Linked DNA regions of Anas platyrhynchos: region 1 is linked to region 2. Evidence: chromatin contacts called from public Hi-C data. All regions are on one chromosome and are shown on one strand. The core of a region is the stretch at or near the end of the contact, and the rest is flanking DNA. Distances in the headings are between cores, read along the strand shown. Region 1 holds the start of RASL10B (RAS like family 10 member B). Region 2 overlaps AP2B1 (adaptor related protein complex 2 subunit beta 1).

The links. A called contact is a pair of places that touch in the nucleus more often than the background predicts.
Region 1: a Hi-C map of liver shows a contact between it and region 2, with 2.5 times the contacts expected there. The contact joins the promoter of RASL10B here to the enhancer-like site in region 2. A contact is called at or near these places in 6 of 8 Hi-C or Micro-C datasets (F1 follicle, liver, skeletal muscle and 2 more).

What each region holds. Positions count from the first base shown.
Region 1 is chr20:6,653,024-6,657,284 of IASCAAS_PekinDuck_T2T, forward strand. It overlaps RASL10B (RAS like family 10 member B), which reads left to right and starts at 2,936. Exons shown (of 4, transcript XM_038165620.2): 1 at 2,936-3,428.
Region 2 is chr20:6,601,552-6,605,578 of IASCAAS_PekinDuck_T2T, forward strand. It overlaps AP2B1 (adaptor related protein complex 2 subunit beta 1), which reads left to right. Exons shown (of 22, transcript XM_072025964.1): 8 at 28-249; 9 at 1,166-1,286; 10 at 3,466-3,561. Among named protein-coding and RNA genes, the nearest start is that of PEX12, 23 kb to the left of the region's middle. Within about 2 kb of position 2,475, at least 3 of the 8 cell types and tissues checked have an H3K27ac peak or open chromatin away from gene starts, as enhancers often do. A contact at or near this core is called in F1 follicle and small yellow follicle, where this site is marked.

The DNA of each region.
Region 1 (4,261 bases), core at 1,686-4,185, 52 kb after region 2:
AGCAGCGCACGGGAGCTGCAGGACCCCGGCAGAGGTGGTGTCCCTGGATAGGGAGCCCTGTGCTCCGCCGAGGCAAAAAGTGGGGCAGAGCTGGAGCAATCCAGCCCTCGAGCCCTGCCTGCGTGTGCTGGGAGGTGAAGTGCTCCAACGCCCGCAGGGACACCGCAGAAATTGTTATTAGAGCAATTAACGAAGCACTGGCAGCACCGGGTGCAGGGCTGTGTCAGGGCAGGGGGATGGCAGAGGGTCAGAACTGCGCTCAGCCTCGCTCTGCTGAACAGCCGGGGCAGCTTCGATGCGGGGAGGGGATGCTCAGCACCCCTTCCTCCTGCCAAATTTCCTCCCAGCTTTTGGGGCACGGGGGTGTCTCCGTGCCGCAGGGCAGAGCCTGGGCTCGGTCGGTGACGTTTCGCCCTCCCCTCCCGCCATGCCGCTCGGTTGTTCGCCGTGTAGCTGTGTTGCTCCTCAGGCTTTACCTGGTGTCCATGTCAATAAACTCATTTCCACAAAGCCGTGGCTGTGGTGTGGCTCTGTGGGGCTGGGGACAGGGTCTGCTGCCCCCAGCTGCTGCCCGCTGGGGTGGGAGGCAGCTGCGTGTGCGCCCCGGGAGCCCCTCATCCCGTTCCCTGCACACAGCAGGCTCCCCAAAATAATTTCTGGGGCTTGCACAAGGAGGCACCGAGTGTCCTCAGTGCTGCTCCTCTGCCTCTGCCTGCTGCTCTCTTCCCATCTCAGAGGGCAGCGTGCGGTGCAGGGGGCACCAGCTCCTCGGCACAGGCAGCCGAGGAGGAGCAGGAGGGAGATGGATGTGCTCATCCGGCCCTTTCTGGTCCCCAGATGGGCTCTGTGTTCCCTGACCCGCTTTTCCCAAGGGGAAATGATAAAACAATAAGAGATGCTGATGCATTCAGAGTGCTCTTGGCCCATGCTGGCGCCTTGCAGAGGGTTTTGCCCGTCGCCGGTGCTGTCTGAGGCAGGGTGGGTTGGGCTGCAAAACCTCTGCGGTGGCAGCCGGCCCCAAACGAAGCCATCGAAGGGGCCGGGAAAGCAGCAGCACGGGAAGCAGGATGAGGGGTTCCCTCCTGCAGAACAGCCCTTTCCTTCGCCCCTACCCAGCTCTGGATTAGCAGCACGTGGAGGTGAAGTGACTCAGGACTGGGAGGGCAGGGAGAGCAGCAGCCCACCGTGCCCCCAAAGGGATGGGGGCAGCGTTCAGTGGGAACCCACAGTGCCGTGAGCCCCCGGGGCTGCCACCGTCCCTGTCACATCCCAGGGCGAGGGGAAGGGTTTGTCCCTCCCCACAGTTCTGCCAGGGGCTCCTCGGGGAGCACTCGGTCTTTGCTGCTGCTCTGGATTTACCGGCACGCTCGTGCCCTGCAAACGGGGACACGGCGACCCTGGGCTGTGCCGTTCCCTGCAAACTGGGTTTGCTTCCTTGGCACCGTCAGTCCCCAGTGCCGAGAGCTCAGGTGGCCGTCCCCAGGCTTGGAGCTGCTGCAGGGGGACCACACCATGGGGCAGGAACCTCCCCAGCTGCTCCGGGTTGCTCTGGCTGAGATGGGGCCAGCCAAAATCACCGGGCAGGCTCCCCAAAACCACTGCGGCTCCCAACAGCCTCGCGCATCCCGCTCCGTGTGTGTGTAAGGGGTGACAGCAGGTCCCCAAGCCCATGGGGCAGAACGTGGAGAAGCTGTGACAGCCCCTGAGCCCTCAGCCTCACTTGTCCCCTGCGTGCCAGGACGTGGGAGCAATTTGGTGGCCGATTTTAGGTTCACATCCATCTCCCGTGGCTGGGGCTGGGTGAAGCCTCCGCGCCGGCGGGGACGCGCCAGGATCCGTCCCCGCTCCCTTCCCCCCGCCACCGTATATTAAATTTCACAAATAAAACTGCAAGTGAAGAGCATCTCAGAGGGAACTGCTAAAAATAGCCCCCAGGCTGGAGCCTGGATTGTGCAGGCGAGTTGGTTTGGTGTGCAGCCGCGATCCCTGCCCTTTCCCAGAAACGTCTCAGGCTGAGCGCAGCTCTCCGGCGGTGCCAGGAAGGGCTGCTGGGGGGCCGGGGGAGAGGAGCAGCACCTGGGGCTGGAAAAAAACCCACAGGGACACCCGAATATTTCCCTAGATGTGAGCACCAGGCAGCTTTGCAGGAAAACAAGCCCCACATCTCCGAAAGCCTGGGGTTGAGGTGCAGGGAAGGGCTCTGCCTGCCTGTGCCTGGCACCGACCTCAGCCCAGCCGTGGCGCAGAGCAGCACCGAGGCTTTGCTGGCTCCCCGTGTCCCCCTCCCCAGTTGTGGGGCCGTGCCTGCTGTCCCATTTTCCCCTGGGAAGGAAGAGGGATGCTGTGGCTGTGTGCTGATGCTGGTACCCTCCTCACCCCGGAGATGAGCCCCTCTGGATGATTTTTTCCCAGCAAAAGGTGTCGGTGAGGCTGGGGGGGCCCGGCTGTGCCATGGCCGGTGCTTGGGCTCTGCCAAGCCCCACGGGGGTGTCTCGGTGTTCACTGGAGTCCTGGGGAGCAGGAGCAGGGCTTGGGGGGCACTTGGAGGAGCAGAGAAGCTGGGGGGAGCCCTTGGAGGGGGGAAAACTGGGCCCCCACCTGGACCCACAGGCACCCCTTTCATCGCCATGGGGTAAAAGCTCAATGTGGGGTGTCCCAAAAACGCAGCTTCTGTTCCCAAAACGCTCCTTCCTCCATCCTGCCTCACCCCACACCGAAGTGGGAGCACCCCCCCGGGACAGGGGGGCTCGGAGAAGCCCCCACGGAGGGGCCCAGGAGCACCGAGCCCCAAAGCGAGCGGGGCGGTGGGCGAGGGTCCTGCCATGGGGAGGGGGGGTAAAAAGCTGAGGGCACCGGGCTCCCCCCCCCCACGGGTGCTGGGCAGCGAGGGGGTGCCCGATCCGCGCTGCGGGGGCCATGGGAGGGTCTTGTGCCAGCGGCACCTCCCCAGAGCCCCGGCAGGAGAAGCGGTGCCCTTCGCGGCTCCCTGCGGAGCGCAGCGGGCCGGGCATTCCCCGCAGCAGCTCCCGGGCGCTGCCTCCATCCCCGCCTGCCTCCCTCCGCGGGCAGTCCCCGCACATCCCCGCCCGGCCACAGCCTCCTTCCCTCCCCGGGCTGAGCCCGCAGCGCTCCGGGCACTGCCCGCCCCCTCCCCGGCCTCCTCCAGCCCCCCCCTGCTCGGGCATCCCCAGCCTCAACCCCCCCCGGGGGGCTCAGCCTCCAGCCCCGGCCGCCTCCCGTTTGCCCCCCCCCGACCCCCGGCAGCCCCATCCCGGCCGTGCCCGGGTTCCCCCCTTCCCCTTCATCCCCCCCCAGCCCTCCCCGTGTCCCCCCCCCCCAGCCCCCGCCGCCTCCCGGTCCCCGCACCGGGCTCTCCGCATGGCTCCGCCGCCCGCCGGGGCGCCGCCGGCCCGGGCCGCCGCTGCAAGGTACCGGGGGGGGGGGCACGGGGGGAATGGGGGGGTGATGGGGAGGGGGCAAAGTTGCCGCTGGGAGGGGGGCAGCGGGGTGGGGGGACCCCGTAAAGTTGAGCGGTGGAGCTAAGATGCTCCCCCCCCCCCCCCTCCTCCCTAGTTGGGTATGGGGGGGTCTGCGCCCCCCCCCCCCCCAAGCATCCCTGTGGTGCTACAGCCCTTTAATGGGCACCCCGGGGGGCGACCCCAAAACCCCCCCCCGCTCCCCTCTGCAGGGCTCGGGTTTGGGGAGGTGATGCTGGCCCCGTGGGGAGCGGGACGGGGCCGGCTGGGTCCTACCCCCCCGGGGTGGGGGTGGGCAAATTGGGGTGCCCAAGGTCACGGTGCCCCGGGGCCGTGCCCGCAGCCGGGGGTCACATCCCGGCCCCACAGCCCGTGGGGTGCTGCCGGGCTCGGCCTCACCGTGGTCCCCCCGTGGCCACCGCCGCGTCCCCACTGCGCGCCTCAGTTTCCCCCGGTGGCCCCAAACTGCCAGCGGGCAGCTCCGGGTGTTTCGGGGGCAGAGCGGCTTCTTGGGGCCTGTGGGGTGGCTGTCCCCGTGCGTGGGTCCCCGTCTGCCAGCCGGGAGGGGGACAGGGTTTTGGGGACCCCCGGCAGGGTGTGAGGGCAGCGCTCGGCTCTGCAGCTCGGGCACCCCGCGGTGTCCTGCGGGGCTGGGGCTGCCCGGCTGCGTGCCCCCGGCCCCAGAGGGGAGCTGGGGTCGCTTCTAGGAAGGGGAAGGGGCTGTGGGGACGGGGCTGTCCCTGCAGAGGGGTGGCCTGGCCATGACAGTGCTTTCTGCTGGCACA
Region 2 (4,027 bases), core at 1,225-3,724:
AACCCTCTCTTACTCCTCTGTTTCCAGTATTTGTGAACGGGTGACCCCTCGGCTGTCTCACGCCAACTCAGCAGTGGTGCTGTCAGCAGTGAAAGTGTTGATGAAGTTCCTGGAACTTCTGCCCAAGGATTCTGACTATTACAACATGCTGCTGAAGAAACTTGCCCCTCCGCTGGTTACCCTGCTGTCTGGAGAGCCTGAAGTTCAGTATGTTGCCCTGAGGAACATCAACTTGATTGTGCAAAAAAGGTAAAACCTTGAAGGAGTGTTACTCCTGGGTGTGTTATCTCAGACCTTCAGGTATTTCCACATACACCAAACTGCATTTAATCCAGGTTCAGCCCTTTCAAGGGATGGATTAAGCAGTCTTGTGACTCTGGTGGCTTATATAAGTTGTCTTTGCAGCACACTCGTGATACCAGTGTCATCCAGTGCTTTTTTACCTGCCTCTCTCTTTGCTGCCTTTTTAAGCACAGTGAGAAGTGTCCTCCTACTACACTGTAAATCAGATTTCATAGAGGGAGGAGGGTGTAACTGCAGAGGTTGTAGTGACCTGTAGAAACTCAACATCCTTTATGCTATTTGCTCTTGAGCATAGAACCAGACTTGTGGTATAATGATGTACAGTGGGTTGGTTTTTTAACCAGTTTACCTCCACTCACATGCCTGGGTACTGTTGGTCCCTACTGGAAAGGTGGGATGACACCTTTTTACCTTTAACTTTTTACATGTTTTTTTCCTATTTTTTTTTTTTACCTGATAACATTCATGGAAGAGCTATTGTGTAGTGGCACCATTATCTTCTAAGTGAAAGCAGACAATGAGTTTGTCAGTCAGCAGGTTCTGCCTTGAGATAAGGGTGTTACACTTTCACTGAAAACACTGATGTCCACTGACTGCCCAAAGTGCTTGGCTCAGCAATTCAAATGGACATGAAGACATAGATATGGTTAGATACACTTAAATTCTGTATTTTGTATTTAAATAATTTTCTCTAGTCTGCTAACTTCCTTCATATTGTTGTTTGGTGTGTCTCAGACAAAATAACACCATTCTGCTTTGCAGTGAAAGTCTGGGTAGATTTCTAAACTGAAGGTACCTTTAGTTAGGATAGAGCCCAGTGTTTGTACCAGTCTTGGGTGAGACAACATTTTGTTTCCTTCAGGCCTGAAATCCTGAAGCAGGAAATCAAGGTGTTCTTCGTGAAGTACAACGACCCCATCTATGTCAAGCTGGAGAAACTGGACATCATGATCCGCCTGGCTTCTCAAGCCAACATTGCCCAGGTCAGCTGAAATTGTAATGGATCCTGCATCTGTTCTGGGGAAGGTCCTGGGGAGAGGATGTGTGCGGCTATTGCCAGTGTCTTGGCTGTTAGACATCGCTGTCCCTGTGCTCTTTGCAGCTGCTTAATGGAAAGTATCGCCTAAATTATGGAGTTGCCTCCGTAATGTAACTGGAGGTACCAGGAGTCGTGACAATTAGGCAGATCATCTCAGAGATTACATTTCCAGGAGAGCTGATGTCTCCTGTCAAATGAGTCACTGCTAGAGCTGAGGTTAGAACGAGAGGCTTGTTTCAAGTGAGAGAGGTGTGCCTGTAATGGAGGCATTCAAAAAGGTCAAACATTACTGAAGTGTGACTTTCAAGTGTATTAGTTAAATTATTACACCCTTGTACAGGCATTCTTCAGAGCTACAATAACCTTTATTTTAACTTAACTTGCTTCTAGGGTGGAAACTTCCCAAAGCTAGAGCTAAACTAAGTTGAGACCACTTTACAGTACAGATTCTTTTGGTTTTAATGTAGTTTAATTCAAATTCTGAAAAGAAAGGAAGCATTCTCAAATGCCACCCTGGTCGCAAGCCCTAATGGTAATGCAGAATGAGTAATGCATCTGGCTAATGCTCTTATTGTCCTATCATAATTGTCAAAAAGCAACTTCATTTAATGTGACGTTTTTAAGCAGCTCTCTACAGCTCTCTCCTCTGTTCTTTGGGATTTTTTTTTTGTTTCCCTTGTTTGTTTTGGAACAGAGCAAGGTAATTCGTGCCCCTTTTGTGACGGGTACATGGAAAACATTTTAAAAATCAGTTTGCATGAGAATGTATTCAGAATTTTCTATGTGTTCTTGGTAGGCTCCGTACCAATTTTAATGCATAATGTTTAGATAATGCAAGTTGTTTGGATGAAAGGCAGTAGTGTCTGGGGGGCACAGTCTGGAACTGGGATCTGCAGAGTAATAAATAAATCCTTTCCTGGTTCTAAAGAGGCATTCCGAAAAACAACCTAAGCTTTGTCAGAAACACACCCTGAAATGAGACCCACTGAGAGCAGGCTTCCACTCTCTTCCTCCCCATGCAGCTTGTCAAGACACTTAATCTGCATGCCTGCACTAGACCAAGGCAGCACAGTACTTGTGTCTGAGGTGCTCAGACTCGAGCAGCATTTGGACAGCATAAACTACCAAACCTGGGTGCTAAGTACTGTGCAGTGTAGATCATCCAAGGCAATAATAAAGCTTCAAAACACAGATGTCCCGTCTACTCCTTGTAGATTTATTTGTCTGCAGTCTGGCCCTTCAAGGCCTCTTTATCTTGTCATTGTTCTGAGGAATTGGCATTCGCTATAGATTTGTCAAACAACTGTCTTGCTTTGTGCTGTTCAGTTCTCCCTTGCAATCTATTGGTGACATCAACGTGAAGTCCCTGATGTCATGTGTGAGAAACTGAAACACGGGATTTTGAGAGGGTGTAAATTGCATAGGATCTTTTTTTGTAATCATGTTTAAAGTGATTTTATTTAAGATAAAGTGGCTTTTTATTTAGTGGTGTGTAAGATCCCAGTAGGTCTTGGTTTAAGCCCTTGTTCAGTTTCCATTAGTCTCCAACCCCCAGAAGAAATCTTACTGGGGAGAAAATCTTTACATTGTCTTTAAATTTGTAGAGGTGTTTCAGGATGTCTTCGGATCTCCTCCTTGTCCTCTTTCCTGATCCAGCAGGGATCCAGGGATTCATCTCAGCACAGAAAAGGAGAGACCAGAACTTGTTGCTTAGAGCTTTGCATACGGTAGCTGTAGAACAATAAGTACAATAAGCTGTATGTAAAATCTATGTGCATGGATATGGTGAACCCTACTTCGCTATAGCATCACCGTAAGGACGAGTTTGTAATATTAAAGCTTGGTGGGACTGGTCTTGGTCAGGGGATCTTGATGGAGCCATGTTTTGGCTTCAGCCAGCCTGAACCAAGCCTGGCTGCCTACTCCAAGCCATTTTTCCTCCCAGCAGTGTTGGTTTCAGAGGTAGGCATCGACTGCAGGGTTTGACTGCTTGCTTTGAATGTGTGTGGCTAGCTGTGGAAGAATTCATCCTGCATGTATTCTGTTGTTCAGGTGGCATCGCTTGTCAGGTGGGCATTCTCCCAGTGTGACCCTGGCCTCATGTTGGTCTGTTTGCTTTGCAGGTCCTGGCAGAGCTGAAGGAATATGCTACGGAGGTGGATGTTGACTTTGTTCGCAAGGCTGTCCGAGCAATCGGTCGCTGTGCTATCAAGGTTGAGGCAAGTACCTGAAACTCGGGGTTTTCCATGCTTCTCAGACTTCAAAAACAATATTAGGCTTTTCCATCTACTTCCCATATTATGCAAAATTTCTTTGCTGCAGTGCTGGTGACAGTGACCTGGATACATCATGCCCCAGCTGAACAGCTTAGCTGTGAGCTCTGGCTGAGTACATTGCAAGAGGGTGGTGTGCTTCTCTCAGACCTCAGCTTGCAGGCAGGGCAAGGCAGCAAAATCAGTCCTGATGGAATATTTTACTGTGTTGGCACCAGTGGAACAATGACCACTTATTCACGAGGTCCTCCTTTAACAGCTGTGGTCTGACCTTTTGAAGGGGGAAGGAAAAGAGATTGTGCAGAGGAACTCAGTACTACATGTTTTGTATCCCCCCTCCTCCCTTCAGCTGAACAGAGAGAGTTCAGCTAAGAGTTAGGGGGTCTGGGGTCACTTAAGAACAACTTGCACA